Regions from separate parts of the Pan troglodytes genome. Here region 1 is linked to region 2. A link is a contact called in public HiChIP or PLAC-seq data. All regions are on one chromosome and are shown on one strand. The core of a region is the stretch at or near the end of the contact, and the rest is flanking DNA. Distances in the headings are between cores, read along the strand shown. Region 1 holds the start of LOC741253. Region 2 holds the start of MFSD4B (major facilitator superfamily domain containing 4B).

Region 1 (7,058 bases), core at 3,565-6,064, 230 kb before region 2:
AGCACAAAATACATATGCATTTACAAGCTATGAATTGTATAATTTTGGTGATTCCACATACAATTGAAATGCTCTTATATTTGCATTTTAAAACGGCATTACACAATATAAAGATGAATGGTAAAATTCATCCTAAGAATTAAAAAATTTAATTTTTCTTCTCATAGAATGACATTAAAAAGCAAATTTAAAAACACTATGACAAGTGGAGAGAGCGACGACAGAACAAAGAAAAAGCTTTATATTTTAATACAGATAATAGCACATTTTCCCCTGTGTTGGAACAAGAGGCCTTACGTTTTCATTTTGCTCTGGGCTCCACAAATTATGTAGCTGGCTGTGACTGGGCTGGTTGAAGCAAAAAGGGATTAAAAGACACTATTTAGTTCACAGATCTCTCAGAGGGCCAGAGAACCAGACTTGGATAAACCAAGCTAGAAACAACATCCAAGAAAAACCAAACCACAAAGAACACCCATCCCACATCACAAAGCTATTCTAGTGGAAACCCATCCCAGCAATGCCTGCCAGTCAGCACCTATGACTCTAGAACAGATGCCACAACTCCTCCCTACCTACCCAGAGGAACCAGATACCTCCTTCATGGTATTTGTCAGAAGATACTTATCTCCCTGAGTGCAGTTGAAGCATCATGTTGCTCGCTCTCACATCCATGTCCTGAATGGGTACATCTGATTGCTGGAAACTAGGTCATATACTGAAGCCAGCTTCTGATTGTCAGCATCCTTTCCAACTAACTCCACATTTACTGAAGTCACTCTGGTAGAGGACACATTTGTACCATGTAGTCCCAACTAGTTGGCAGGTTGAGGTGGGAGGAGCCTAGCAGTTCAAGACCAGCCTGGGCAACATCGTGAGACCCTGTTCCTCAAAAAGAAAGCAAACCGAATTGGCCAATGCTACAAATTAGGGCCTTCCCTCTTCTCTAGCCATTGTTAAACATTTACTGATCACACCATTGATCTCACACCAGCAATCTAGCTGCAAAGGAGTCTGAGAACTGCAGTTTGTTTTCCAGCTTTTAAAGTACAGAAAAGTAAGCAAGAAGGGGGTTGGATGAATACTGAATAAGCCATGTTATAGTATCTGCCACAAAAGTATGGTAGCTACTACTGTCTGTTCTAGATTATAAACTGCTAACAGGCAGATGTTAACAGATGTTGAACAGTATTGGTAAAGGAGACTTGGTAGGCTTTTACTAAAGGCAGACATGCTAAGTACATGTCAGTGAACTAGAAAAGATGATTAAATGTTAATTCATATGATTAAAATACATTTTTAGGATGCTAGACTATAAACCTTATAAGGGAAGGGACCATGTCTGTTTTGTTTCTCACCATATCTCAAATCTCTCGGCAAGAAATAGCCACCTAAAAAAAAAAAAAAAGCACAGTCAGGTGTGGTGGCTCACACCTGCAATCCCAGCACTTTGGGAGGCCAAAGTAGGCAGATCGTGAGGTCAGGAGTTCGAGACCAGCCTGGCCAACATGGTGAAACTCCATCTCTACTAATAATACAAAAATTATCCAGGCGTGGTGGCACATGCCTGTAGTCCCAGCTCCTCGGGAGGCTGAGGCAGAATTACTTGAACCTGGGAGGTGGAGGTTGCAGTGAGCCAAGATTGTGCCACTGGACTCCAGCCTGGGTGACAGAGTGAGACTCTGTCTCAAAAAAAAAAAAAAAAAAAAAAAAGCATTAAGGATATTAAGTATAGAGTTCAATTTTTGCATTTCTCATACTGTATGTAGATAAGACAATTCCAAGTGATTTTACTGTTTCTCAATGAATCAGACTTCTGGATATGAACATTTTACTATATTTTCACATACATTATCTCATTTGAGCCTTATAACATCCCTGAGAAGTTAAAACAGGAATTACTATCCATTTCACAGATGAGGAAATAAATTCCAAAAAATAAGTGAGCACTTAGCTAAATGATGGTTTAATATTCACATTCTCTGACTCAAAATTCCAGAACTTTTTCTTACTTCAGGAAGAATATACATATAAAACACATTTGATAGTGGTTAATTAGGGGGCTATTGTCAGGTTTTCAATTTGAGCATCAACTTAAAACTAAATTACATGCAATGAACACAACATTCCTAATTTCATGCTGCAAATGTTTTTCTTCAAGAGTGAACATTCTTGGAGTTCTAGAAGGATTTGACTTGTGGTTGCAACTGCCTTTTCTTAAAGTAAATAATGTTGATTCAAGAGGTAAGGGTAAAGAAACCCCCTTCTAGAAATCGCAAATCTGTTAATTTGATGCTTTTACCATTTTCTAGTTAGGAATATTATAATTTAAAAGTTATGGATACACTGATTATAATATAGTACAAGGATTCTCAATTTTATTTTGCTTAAGAATCACGGGGTGGCAAGTAGTGTTGCTAACAATACAGATTCCCAGGCCCCATCCCCCAAAATATAATTCAGTAAGAGCCAAAATATCAACACTTAAAGAATTCTAGGTGTCATGGAACACTGAGAATCACTGATATTGTGTATCTGACATTCGGCGTGTACAAAATATTTATTTTATAAAAAATACATTTTAGCATGGTAGTCATATTTTAAAATCACTTCTATAGCCTTCTAAAATTTCAAATCAAGAGATTTTGCCTCTTAAAAATATTAGCTAATTTCCAGCATATTAGTAGAAATCTTGCCACGTATGTTTATAATCATGCTCTGAGGTTAAAAACTACAAGCTAATTTACTGTAGTAATCAGTCTCAAATCCCTCGGAGCGTAAGTTCTTATTATAGCATTTATATGTTAGGGAATTTATAGACAGCTTCTTACCAGTGAGCTGTCTCTTTGGGCCTTTTGATTTTCCTATTTGAAAATCCACAACGGTTCCAAACGAGTAGCTCTCACACCACTTCAAATACGTGGCAACCTGGTAACCATTAAAATGCACCTGTATAACACACAAATGTAAAAGAACGATCTCTACTTGGATGGGTTAGAAATGTGTCAAGGGTCCTAATTCAGGGGCAAATTTCGAACTTGAACCCACGCTTTCTGCCTCCTACAGTTTGCATCTTTTTGTTGAGAAGAAACCCTTCAGGATTAGTTTTTAAGAGAAACCTTCCCGTTTTACATATGTAGAAACTGAGCCCAAAGAAACAAAATTATTTGTCCAAGGTCACGCCCAATATCAGTGGCCAAGTCAGAGAGGAACCCCTTGTTTCCAATTTAATAGCCAAGCCAGCTGCATGTTACTACTCTTTAAAACAAAAATTCCCTAACCGCATCGCTTCACCCCCTCCCGATTTTTGAATAAAGTTGTTTATTCAAAACGGCCCTTCCCCACGGTGGTGCTTTTATGCCTTCGGGTAGTAAAACCTTCCATAACGTGTTAGTGAAAAACACGAGGAGGCCACGTCTAACGCGGTGACTTTCACAGGCCTTTTTCTTTGGCCAAAATTTTCTCGGAAAGACTGTTAATCCTACATTCCGCTGGGGGAGGAGCGACGAGGGAGGAGGGAGGTCACCGGCAGCTAACAAGTCCTTACATGTACTTGCGCGTGCCCGGGACGCAGCCTGCGGGGCCGAGGAAACCAACGAAGGATGTATTAGGACGAGAGGGAAGGAAGGGGGCGGGAGAAAAACACGGTAGTGGGAAATCCCTGTGCACTGGATCTGCCAACCCCTCGCAAAGCTGAGAAGAGCCGTGCGTGAATAAATCTCATTAAATGGCCCGGCGCAGACACTGCGGCAGCAAAGAGGAGGGGGGCACCGCGGCTCGCGCGGCACGTTCGGGAAGGGGGAACGCCAGGGCGGCCCTTTTATAGGCCGAAGCCCGCGCCCGCGCCCGCGCGCCCCCACCCTTCGCACCGCCCCCGGGCCACGCGCGGAGCCGCGGCGTTACCTGAGAAGGGCCGGCTGCGTCCGCACCCGGCCCCGCCCGTTCCGCCGCCCGCCCGCTCTTCCCTCCCGCGAGGCCGCAGCGGCACGAGATCTGCGCCTCGCCTCCCTCCTCACGCGGGCGGATTTTCTTACCTTGTGAAAAACCGTCTCAGCGGCTGCCCCCGCCTCCTCTGCTGGATGTGAAATGGCGGTCGGCGAGGCAAGTGTGAGCATCGCAGCTCCTGCCAATCCTGCATAGCCGCCAAAACGGCCCCGAACACTGGCGCCCCCCTCCCGCAACCCCCTCGGAGCCCATCCATGAGATCGGTGCTCCGCCGCCCCTTCCGCTGCCCCTCACCCAGGTGACCGTGCCCGCCAGCCGAGTCATCGATCCCGCGCGGGTCCTGCCGGCCGCCGGCCGCCTCCCTCGCCGCGTGCCCGGGGAGGGGGAGAAAGCCCCTTCTCGGCCCCCGCCCTCCGTGTCCCGCCTGGGCGCCCGCCCTCTCGCTCCTTTTCCCGCCGAGCCCCCTCCCCCGCACTACTCGCAGCCTCCCTTCGCCACACACACCCCCCCTCTCCCCTCCCTCCAGTGGTTGCGTCCGTGACATCATCATCATGGCAACAAGAGCTGCAGCCTGGGACCGAGGAGCCCGTGTGATTCCCGGCGGTGGCGGCAGTGGCGGCAGCACCAGCACCGACGAAAGCTCGAGGGCTTCTCTCCTGCGGCCCCTTGCCGGGTGCTCCTGAGGAGGCGGCGGCAGCAGCGCCTATACCGCCCCGCCCGCCGCTCCTCGAGGTGCCTCTGTGTGAGGGGAGGGGGCCGTGCCGAGAAGGGGAGGGGGCGCCGCCGCCGCTGCGGAGGGAGCCGCCGCCGCTGCTGCTGCCGCTGCCGGGTCGCCAGTGAAGGGAGGCAGTGGCGGCGGCGGCGAACATGTTTTCAGTAAGGATAGTGACTGCAGACTACTACATGGCCAGCCCGCTGCAGGGGCTGGATACCTGCCAATCCCCCCTCACCCAGGCCCCTGTCAAGAAGGTGCCGGTGGTGCGAGTCTTCGGAGCGACCCCGGCAGGTAAGCGGGCGCCGGGCGCGGGGCGGGAGCGGGAGTCGGCGGGGCGCCGGGGCCGCCCTCCCCGCCGCGCACACGCGCGCACGCCGCCGGCGCCGGCCGTCTCCGTGGATCGCTGCCGCGTCTTCCCTCCCCTCCGCCCTCCTCGCCTTTTCTCTCGTGCGTGACAAGAGGCGCAAAAATGTGGGTCCGCGCGAGCGCTGCGCGGCGCCCCCACCCCCGGGCAGGGAGGTGGCGAGCGCCGCGTGTTTACACTGCGTGTGGCGGCCGGGAGCGGGAGCCGCACTCCAGGGCGCGGGCCGGGAGAGCGAAAGCCGCGGGCGCCCCGGACGGCGGGCCAGGTGGCCGCGCCATGTCCATCGGTGGACGGGTTCGTAGGGCCTGCTCTGAGGTCGGTCGCTAGTGGGACATCCCTTGTGTCCCCCAAGTGCCGCTTTCTGGAAACGGGGAAGTGTCAGCCTTGTTGTCAGTCGCTCCCCATGGTCTCTTCTCACCCTCGCTCTCCTCTGCCAGTTCCGGAGATGCAGTGGGCCGGAGAGAGTGGCGCTTGGGGCCAGATAATCTTTCTCACTGGGGTGACCGTGTGGCTCTGCTGTGAGTGCAGGTCGTGACTCCTTAGAGTTTAGTGCCTGAGCGTCTGGGGACAGGGCAGCATCCTTAGGTGCAGTGCTTTCAGGAAATGTGCATCCATGGAAGTAGGAAATGCGTGTTTATGTTGCCCAATCTAAAACATCACACTTAATGGGGTGAATTTATTAGGAACCACAGCCAGACTCAGCAGCACAGACATTTTGAAATGCTCCTAGGCTGGGCTGTAGGATTGCGTTTTAAGTACAGGTATATATTTTTTAAACACACCTATGTTGAAGAAGGGGTGGGAAGGGGAGACAGCCGTGACAGAAGGTACGTTCTCAAAAACTCTTGGGGCTTATGATAATATAAAAAAGATAGAGGCCCAATTTACTAGGTGTTTTAAAATGGTTTTGCTTTTTTGCATGCTTTGAACTGCTTCTATGAAATAATGGAGTTCTAGGAAATAATGCATCTTAGGAAAGGTTGTTCTTCCCTCTAGCTATGAATTGCCCTATGGGATTTTAGATAGCATTTCCCACTTGATGCTCCTTGCCCTCATCACCATTCATCTTATTACTACAGTCATTTTCTGTGGACTACCAAGATAATAGCGCTTTCCCAAACACAAGCACTCATTTTAAACCAGTTATCTTTTAATGTGAATTCTCTTTGTTAAAATGTCAATGTCGTGAGATTTGGTAGCATATTCCTATTTAAACTAGTGAATATGATCTTGATATGAACCTTGAAAGATGGGGATATTTGAGTGCTTTTAACGTGTTGAAAGTGTAACACTTGAAACTTTGGAGGCTGGGAAATCGAGGCGATGAAGTGTTCTATAAGATAGGTTTTCTGCCCTTTTAAATATAGTGGTGCTGTCTTTGTTTCCAATTGGAATTTCAGTGTAATGCACTGTTCTCACTTCAGATGCAGAGGAAGGATAAAATAGTGAAGTTGATATGGCCCTGTTCAGCCAAATTTCCGAATCATAAAGTGACATGCTAATAAGATATACTGTGGCATTTCTGTGTATTACAGCTTGTATGGTTTGAGTTACTTTTCCACACATAATTTTTTCTCCTCCACACAAGCCATTAAATATGTTTCCCTGAGAGATAGTCGAGCTTTGTTGTATAGGAAAGTTTCGTTTGTGGAAATAAATGAGTTTCACTGTAAGCTAATGTAATTCTATTACGTGAGGAAATGTTCCTTAAAAAATAAAGAATATTATATACTGTTGTTTTCCTGAATATTTTTTAAAAGACACATTAACTATTTCCTATTTCATCCTTCATGGACATCCCACAATAGATTACCAGCGCCTTAAAAAAAAAAAACAAAAACGAAAAAACCAAAGACTAAAAACCCCCATTGGGGTTTTTTTTTTTGGTACATACTTTGAAATTTATATTTTAAATGAATTAAAAAGTAACACTTTTATATGTACATTGAAAGACATAAAACTTGATATAGAGAAAGTCAAATTTTAAATTGTTAAGGATTATCAAATTGAATTTGCCATGTAGTTCACAGTTTC
Region 2 (7,109 bases), core at 4,280-6,779:
TAACTGGGACTACAGGCGCCCACCACCACACCCGGCTAATTTTTTGTATTTTTAGTAGAGATGAGGTTTCACTGTGTTAGCCAGGATGGTCTCGATCTCCTGACCTCGTGATCCACCCATCTCGGCCTCCCAAAGTGCTGGATTACAGGTGTGAGCCACCGCACCCGGCCTATTTAGTAAGTTTTAAAAGACATGATGATGATGCGGGAAAGAATCTACTGCAGGAGGGCAGGAACTTTGAGGACAGAAAAGAAAAAGAAAGAGCCTAGTCCACACTACGGATCTCTCTTGGCTTGGAAGTCAGGGTAAATGTCAAGTTGGATTGCTGCTTCTATGCTTTCTCAGCCAAATAACGGTTCCAAACTTGGTTTAACCTATTAAACCACCAATTCCTCCCATACTAGAGCAATAAAGTTCTACCCCAAGATGAAGGCCTATTCACCTGCACTGTAATTACCCACACAGGGGCCCTTCCCTGTTTGGACAATGTAAATCAATTATCTCTCATAGAACAAAATTCTTTAAGTTCATTTCAGAGTTGGCTGCTCAGAAACAGGCCCCCTAATTGGCAAGAATAGCTGCTAGAAGGGTGATTCATTCTGAGTGACTCACAACCAACTCAGTAGGTCTGTGTCATTTTAGGGGGCATTGCAAGTGACAGTTTAGTATCATCTGCTGTACTTCTTCTAGCAAGTCCCTACTCCCAGAGATGACGTTGAAGAGCTCACTAACCTGTATCCAGAATGCCAATTGAAACACCGAAGATAGACATCATGACAGTGAGTAATATTGCTGTCTTGCAAAAAGGAACAAGATAAAGACCAACGGTGGTAGCCGACATTGAGATTCCTGGGAAGGTAGAAACTCAGCTATAAAAAATAATATCCATGCAGTCATGGATCAAGTCAATATCATAAATGTCCAAACATGCAAAATCAGGTCAAATTTAAATTAGATAATGAGTAGATGAGAGTTTTTGCTTCTAAAAGTGATTATTTCATCATTTGAATCTTTTATAATCTTTATGGATTATGAAATATAAATAATTATAACACAAATACATTTAAAGCACTGCTAGTAATCAAACTGTAAATTATACCATAAGGCAAAGTTTTATACCAAAAGAGACAAGCCAAAACTAATTTAAATGATTCACATTTAAGAACCTAACAGGAATTTTTAGACATGAGGCAAAAAATTAAATAGACAAAAATAAAATGCAATTACTAGAGTAGTTTGTAATAAAATTTACTAAATAAATTAGTTTGGGAAATAGGGAGGAAAATACAAGAAATATGTTATTTCAACCCACTTTGGAAATAAGAGGGATTATTTATTAATTCCTTAACAATAACAAATTATTATTCTTGCTTCCAAAACAATTTTATCATATTAATCTAAATTTTCTCTAAATATTTCAATTTATTCAAAAAAAGTATATGCTAAAAGCTTTGCCAGCCCAGGCGTGGTGGCTCACACCTGTAATCCCAATACTCTGGGAGGCTGATCCTTTGAGCTCAGGAGTTCCAGACCAACCTGGGCAACATGGTGAAACCCCGGCTCTACTAAAAACACAAAAATTAGTCAGGCATGGTGGCTCACACCTGTGGTCCCAGTTAATTGGAAGGCTGAGATGGGAGGATCGCTTGAGCCTAGGAGGGGGAGGCTGCAGTGAGCAGAGATCGCATCACTGCACTCCAGCCTGGGCAATAGAGGGAGAGGAGACCCTGTCTCAAAAAAAAAAGCAGCTTTGCCATCTATTTCCAGGGTGAGACAGAGCACTCTGGGGTTGTCCAACGACAACATGGGGCAGCAGGAACAAAAACATAGCCTACATCAGTCCACCCAACCTCGCTTCCCCTCTTCATTCCCAATCCAGGGTGTAGCCTGGACAGGTTCAAAGAGCTCATTCTGATCTGTGGTGACCCCAGGAAATCTGCCCTAAACCCTCTAAGCAGAGTTTTTTGGACAACCAGTGTGTGATCCAGGAGTGGTAGCTAAATTATAGTGGTTGGAAAGGCTAAGGATTGCTAAGACACTCTAGAGCTAATCTAAATTTCCAGAGGGACCCAGCACAGATACCCTCTAACTGTCAAGATGAAAGCAGGTACCAGGGAAACTCAACTGCCATTGAGGACACCTAAACACTACCCATTTCAGTGTCCAACCATTCTGCATGCTAGTATTTTCATATTTTCAAAGACAACTTGTAAATTCACTTGACAGTCATAAAGAAGCTAAAATTAGCATTTACTTACCCAAAAGTAAAAAATAATTCATGACATCGACAAGAAATCCACCAATCACAGAGCCACTCAAATATCCCAAGGCACGACCCACAAAAATGAAAGACAAACTACTGATATTTCGGTTCACGTTTGTTGCCAAATCTTGAAACGTGGGTCCCACTATAGCAACACTCAATCCCTAAAATTTAAAAAGACAAAAGTTTTTACTTATAATCATTAAAATAATGTCTAACTATGTGGTAGTTTCTTCCACTATAAAAAAAAAGGGGCGGAGGGTCTGGGATTTACAATGTAATGTAGGGAATTAGACTACTGTTTTTTTAGTTTTGACTAAAACTCTTATTTTTTTTGTTTTGACACCTCTCGGTTTTTAAAAAATTATTTTTTTGTTGCAATCCTGTTTCCTTTCTGAACAATACCTTTAAAAGACTATTCTGTATTAATAAAATGTAATATTAAAACTATTTTTGAAATGGTTTCGTACATTTTGAAATATATTACATGCACAAATAAGAATTTGGGTATTAAAAATTTAAATTGGCCGGGCACAGTAGCTCACGCCTGTAATCTCAGCACTTTGGGAGGCCGAAGCAGGCGGATCACGAAGTCAGGAGTTTGAGACCAGCATGGCCAACACAGTGAAACCCCATCTCTACTAAAAATACAAAAATTAGCTGGGCATGGTGGTGGGCGCCTGTAGTCCCAGCTACTCGGGAGGCTGAGGCAGGAGAATCGCTTGAACACGGGACGCAGAGGTTGCAGTGAGCCGAGACTGCACCATTGCACTCCAGCCTGGGCGACAGAGCGAGACTCTGTCTCAGAAAGAATAAATTAATTAATTAAATTAAGTCAGGTGTGGTTGCTTACACCTGTAATCCCAGCAATCTGGAAGGGAGAGGTGGTAGGACTGCTTGAGCTCAGGGTTTTGAGATCAACCTAGGCAACCCCATCTCTACAAAAATAAAAATTAAAAAAATCAGCCAGGCGTGGTGGCGCATGCCTGTAGTCCCAGTTACTAGGGAGGCTGAGATGGAAGGATCGCTTAAGCCCTGAGGTCGAGACTGTAGTGAGTTCTGACTGAGCCACTGGAAAACATCAAAACCTTGATCAAAACATCAAAATATGATTCCTGTTTTTTATGTTGTTAAACAGCAATATTTCTGGATGCACATGGAGTCCTTCCCCTGAACTATACATATAAAACATACAGGAGATAAACAATTTAAATGTTTCTAAATCTACACTTTTCTTCCACGCCATCAGAATTAGTCAGTAAAGGTTGCTTTAAAAATATTACACGCCCAAGTACAGAATGACTTTAACAATAAAACTTTACTCAATGCAGTGTCAGCAAGAGGTAAGGATTACAATTGACTTTCAGAGGAAATTCATTGGACATTTAAAGAAAAAAATGTTTCCAATCAGTCTACATTTCCAGAATAACTGATTCTAATTGCCCTGCCCTGCTCTAAATGCATGGGGTGCGCCCCCTGCCCAACTCGTAACAGTCCAAGACCACGGACCACTATGGGCCCAGGTGCACAGCAAGCACCTCGTACTTCGAGAGAAGCCTGAGCACAGAATCTAATCAAATTAGTTCATGTCTTCAAAGGATTTACAACAGGACCGGACAAGTCAGTGACGACTCACCTAAAGTCTGAAGTGATTTCTTTCTTCACCCCTCCCCACCGCCCCCAATCAAAATACTCTAAGAAACAACTGTGGCTCAGAGTCCCTGAGATGGTAAGTGACCACACATGACTCTTGGGAGGACTCATCCTCTCAACTCCCCCAGGATCATAATTATCAAGTGATAAGGAGGTTTCCGAAAAGTGAATTGAGTGGCGACCCAGGGGTTTGGCAAAAGGCGCCTCTAGGCTTGCCCTTTGCTCCAAGAAAAACATTTAAGAATCTAAAGGTTGGTTTTATTAATAAATAGGACGGTGGGCAGAGTAAAAGACATATTTCTGGCTCTATCACTTAACCAGCTGTGTGATCCAGAAAGTCACTTTCCCCTCCGGGCCTATTTCCTTATCTGCAAAATTAAGCGGTTGGCTGAATTTGGTCAGATCACCAGGAAGAAATTCCAGAAAAGTAGTTTTTCTGTGTAATAATTTGGGGGTTGAATGGGTGGGTGCGGAGAGCAGCGGCCAAAGACCTGGTGAACCCCTCTTGCAACCTTCCCATCCGACGAAGGAGACGTAGGAAGGCTTGCCGGGCCGGGCGCCGTGGCTCACGCCTGTAATCCCAATACTTTGGGAGGCCGAGGTGGGCGGATCACCTAAGGTCAGGAGTTTGAAACCAGCCTGGCCAACATGGCGAAGCCCCGTCTCTACTAAAAATACAAAAATTAGCCGGGCTTAGTGGCAGGCACCTGTAATCCCAGCTACTCGGGAGGCTGACGCAGGAGAATCGCTTGAACCCTGGGGGCAGAGGTTGCAGTGAGCCGAGATCGCACCACTGCACTCCAGCCTGGGCAACAGAGCGAGACTCCGTCAAAAAAAAAAAAAAAGCTTGCTGGAGCTGAAAGACGTATTCAGAAAATCTATTTCCTCCAAGATTAGAATTGTGCCCATTTTCTAGATGATGAAACTGAGGCCCAGTCAGATTAGGTAACGCGCCCAAGGTCAGTTTGCAAGTGGCGAAGGCAAGACTCGAACGCCCCGGCCCGGGAGTGTTGCAGCCCCGGCTCTCACCAGCCCCAGGAAGGAGGCACACAGCATCAAGGTGGTGAACCACCGCAGCTTGCTCCCGGTCCCACCGCTCTGCCGGGAGACCACCACCACCTCCGGCTCCGGCTCCTTCTCCGCCGGGGCCTCCGCCTGCAGAAGCCGCTGCCCCGCAGCCGGGGGCCCGGCCCCACGGAGCTCCACCTCTAACTCCAGCTCGGCGGCTCCGGAGAAGTCGTCTTGCTGCCGGCGCGCTTCTCAGCAGAACTTCTGGAGCTCCGAGAAGAGCACTGGCCCCGACCCCAGGCACGGGTGTCCCTCCGGGCGCCACCTCCCAACGGACCGCCCGGAACCGGGGCAGAGAAGAGGAACTTCGGCACGCCGCAGGTGTTCGGGTCAAAAGACGCTCGCTCTCCAGCAAGCAGGCGCATGCGCGGGTCACGTGGCGGAAATGTGGCCTCTAGCCAACCGCTATCGCGCCTCAAGCCGGAAGTTGATGTGGTTGCCTAGGAGACCGGACGTAGCTCTCTAGCCTAGGCATCATACTCAGCTGAGCTCACAGAGGCTGGCGGACGTGCGCCCCATGGCGGAGCGAGCTGAAGTTGCAGCCTGGGACCAGGGAAATCAAGAGGTAAAAATGCGGCCAAACCTTTATGAGGAAAAGGGTCCAAGAATTACACTGTAGCGCCTCGCACCGGCTCCCCGGTCTCCTGGGGAGCGGAGGGAGCCTGAAGAGCTGGTCCTTATACAGCTTTCTGAAATCCCTGAGATCTGTCAATGAATCGCGCATCTTTCACTCCACAAGTATTTGTTGAACGTCATTGTGTAAGTTATCACGTATATTATCTCAATTAACCCTCACAACACTCCAAATTCCACGTTATCCCCGTTGTACAGATAGAAAGATTAAGTCATAGAAAATAATTAACAATCTGCCCAAGCTCAGTCATCGAATTAGTGGCCATATATAAACAGTGTAACAGTAGCTCAAGAAAGAAATCGGGATCCAAAGCTGTGGTTTCAAACACAATTCCTGAAATAATTCAAATTCCTGAAATAATTCCATCGTTGTAAAGAAGTGGAGCGTGGCATCGATTTGAGGAATTTTTTTTTATACTTTAAGTTTTAGGGTACATGTGCACAACGTGCAGGTTAGTTACATATGTATACATGTGCCATGTTGGTGTGCTGCACCCATTAACTCATCATTTAACATTAGGTATATCTCCTAATACTATCCCTCCCCCCTGATTTGAGGAATTGTTTTCCTTTTGCTCTTTAACAAAGCGTACCACAGCCTCAAAATGTTATATACTTTTCTTTGTGGTCTATTTGAAATGTTCTTTTCCACCTGATTCTTCCAACTTTCATCCACTTAGGCTCCCAGACTACAAACCTTAGTCTCATCATCCCTTGCAACCCGTCTCTCCAGACTTATTCGTTTAGTCATTAAGTCTTCCCCCCACCCGCACCCCCACTTTTTTTTTGTTTGTTTTCTTTTTTGAGACAGAGCCTATGTCGCCTGGGCTGGAGTGTTGTGGCGCTTTTTGGTAGAGACGAGTTTTCACCATGTCGGCCAGGCTGGTCTCGAACTCCTGACCTCAAGTGATCCGCCTGCCTTTGGCCTTCCAAAGTGCTGAGATTACAGGTATGAGCCACCATGCCCCGCCAAGCATTTCTTTTTTCTTTCTTTCTTTTTTTATTTTTTTATTTTTTATTTTTTATTTTTTTGAGACGGAATCTCGCTCTGTCGCCCAGGCTGGAGTGCAATGGTGCGATCTCGGCTCACTGCAACCTCTGCCTCCTAGGTTCAAGCGATTCTCCTGCGTCAGCCTCCTGAGTAGCCGGGATTACAGGCGCGTGCTACCACGCACGGCTAATTTTTTTATTTAGTAGAGACGGGGTTTCACCATGTTGGTCAGGCTGGTCTCGAACTCCTGACCTCATGATCCGACCGCCTCGGCCTCCCAAAGTGCTGGGATTACAGGCGTGGGCCACCGCGCCCGGCCCGCCAAGCATTTATTTTAGAGCAGGTCAGCTGGCATTCCTTCATATGAGAATGTCTTTTTTTTTTTTTTGCCCTCCAGTAAGGTTTACTCATTTACATCCCTGCCAATAGGCTGGTCTCAGAGCTGGTTGGAAAGTTCCTTCTTTGATCCAAAAAAAAAAAAAAATCATTTGGGTATGTATC

What was found. HiChIP or PLAC-seq counts read pairs in DNA pulled down with a chosen protein or histone mark.
Region 1: an H3K4me3 HiChIP or PLAC-seq map of stem cell-derived excitatory neurons shows a contact between it and region 2, with 2.4 times the contacts expected there. The contact joins the promoter of LOC741253 here to the promoter of MFSD4B in region 2. A contact is called at or near these places in 1 of 7 Hi-C or Micro-C datasets (stem cell-derived neural progenitor cells) and 1 of 1 datasets of contacts at active chromatin or transcription factors (stem cell-derived excitatory neurons).

The regions. Positions count from the first base shown.
Region 1 is chr5:123,409,309-123,416,366 of NHGRI_mPanTro3-v2.0_pri, reverse strand. LOC741253 reads right to left here and starts at 4,814. Exons shown (of 4, transcript XM_063813277.1): 1 at 4,725-4,814; 2 at 4,035-4,648. The coding sequence starts at 4,814. REV3L (REV3 like, DNA directed polymerase zeta catalytic subunit) reads left to right here and starts at 4,514. Exons shown (of 32, transcript XM_003950901.6): 1 at 4,514-4,951. The coding sequence starts at 4,813. It overlaps LOC134807019 (a long non-coding RNA gene), which reads right to left and starts at 3,980. Exons shown (of 3, transcript XR_010157768.1): 1 at 3,904-3,980; 2 at 2,832-2,949.
Region 2 is chr5:123,177,399-123,184,507 of NHGRI_mPanTro3-v2.0_pri, reverse strand. MFSD4B (major facilitator superfamily domain containing 4B) reads right to left here and starts at 5,529. Exons shown (of 4, transcript XM_527474.8): 1 at 4,946-5,529; 2 at 2,259-2,427; 3 at 733-849. The coding sequence starts at 4,972.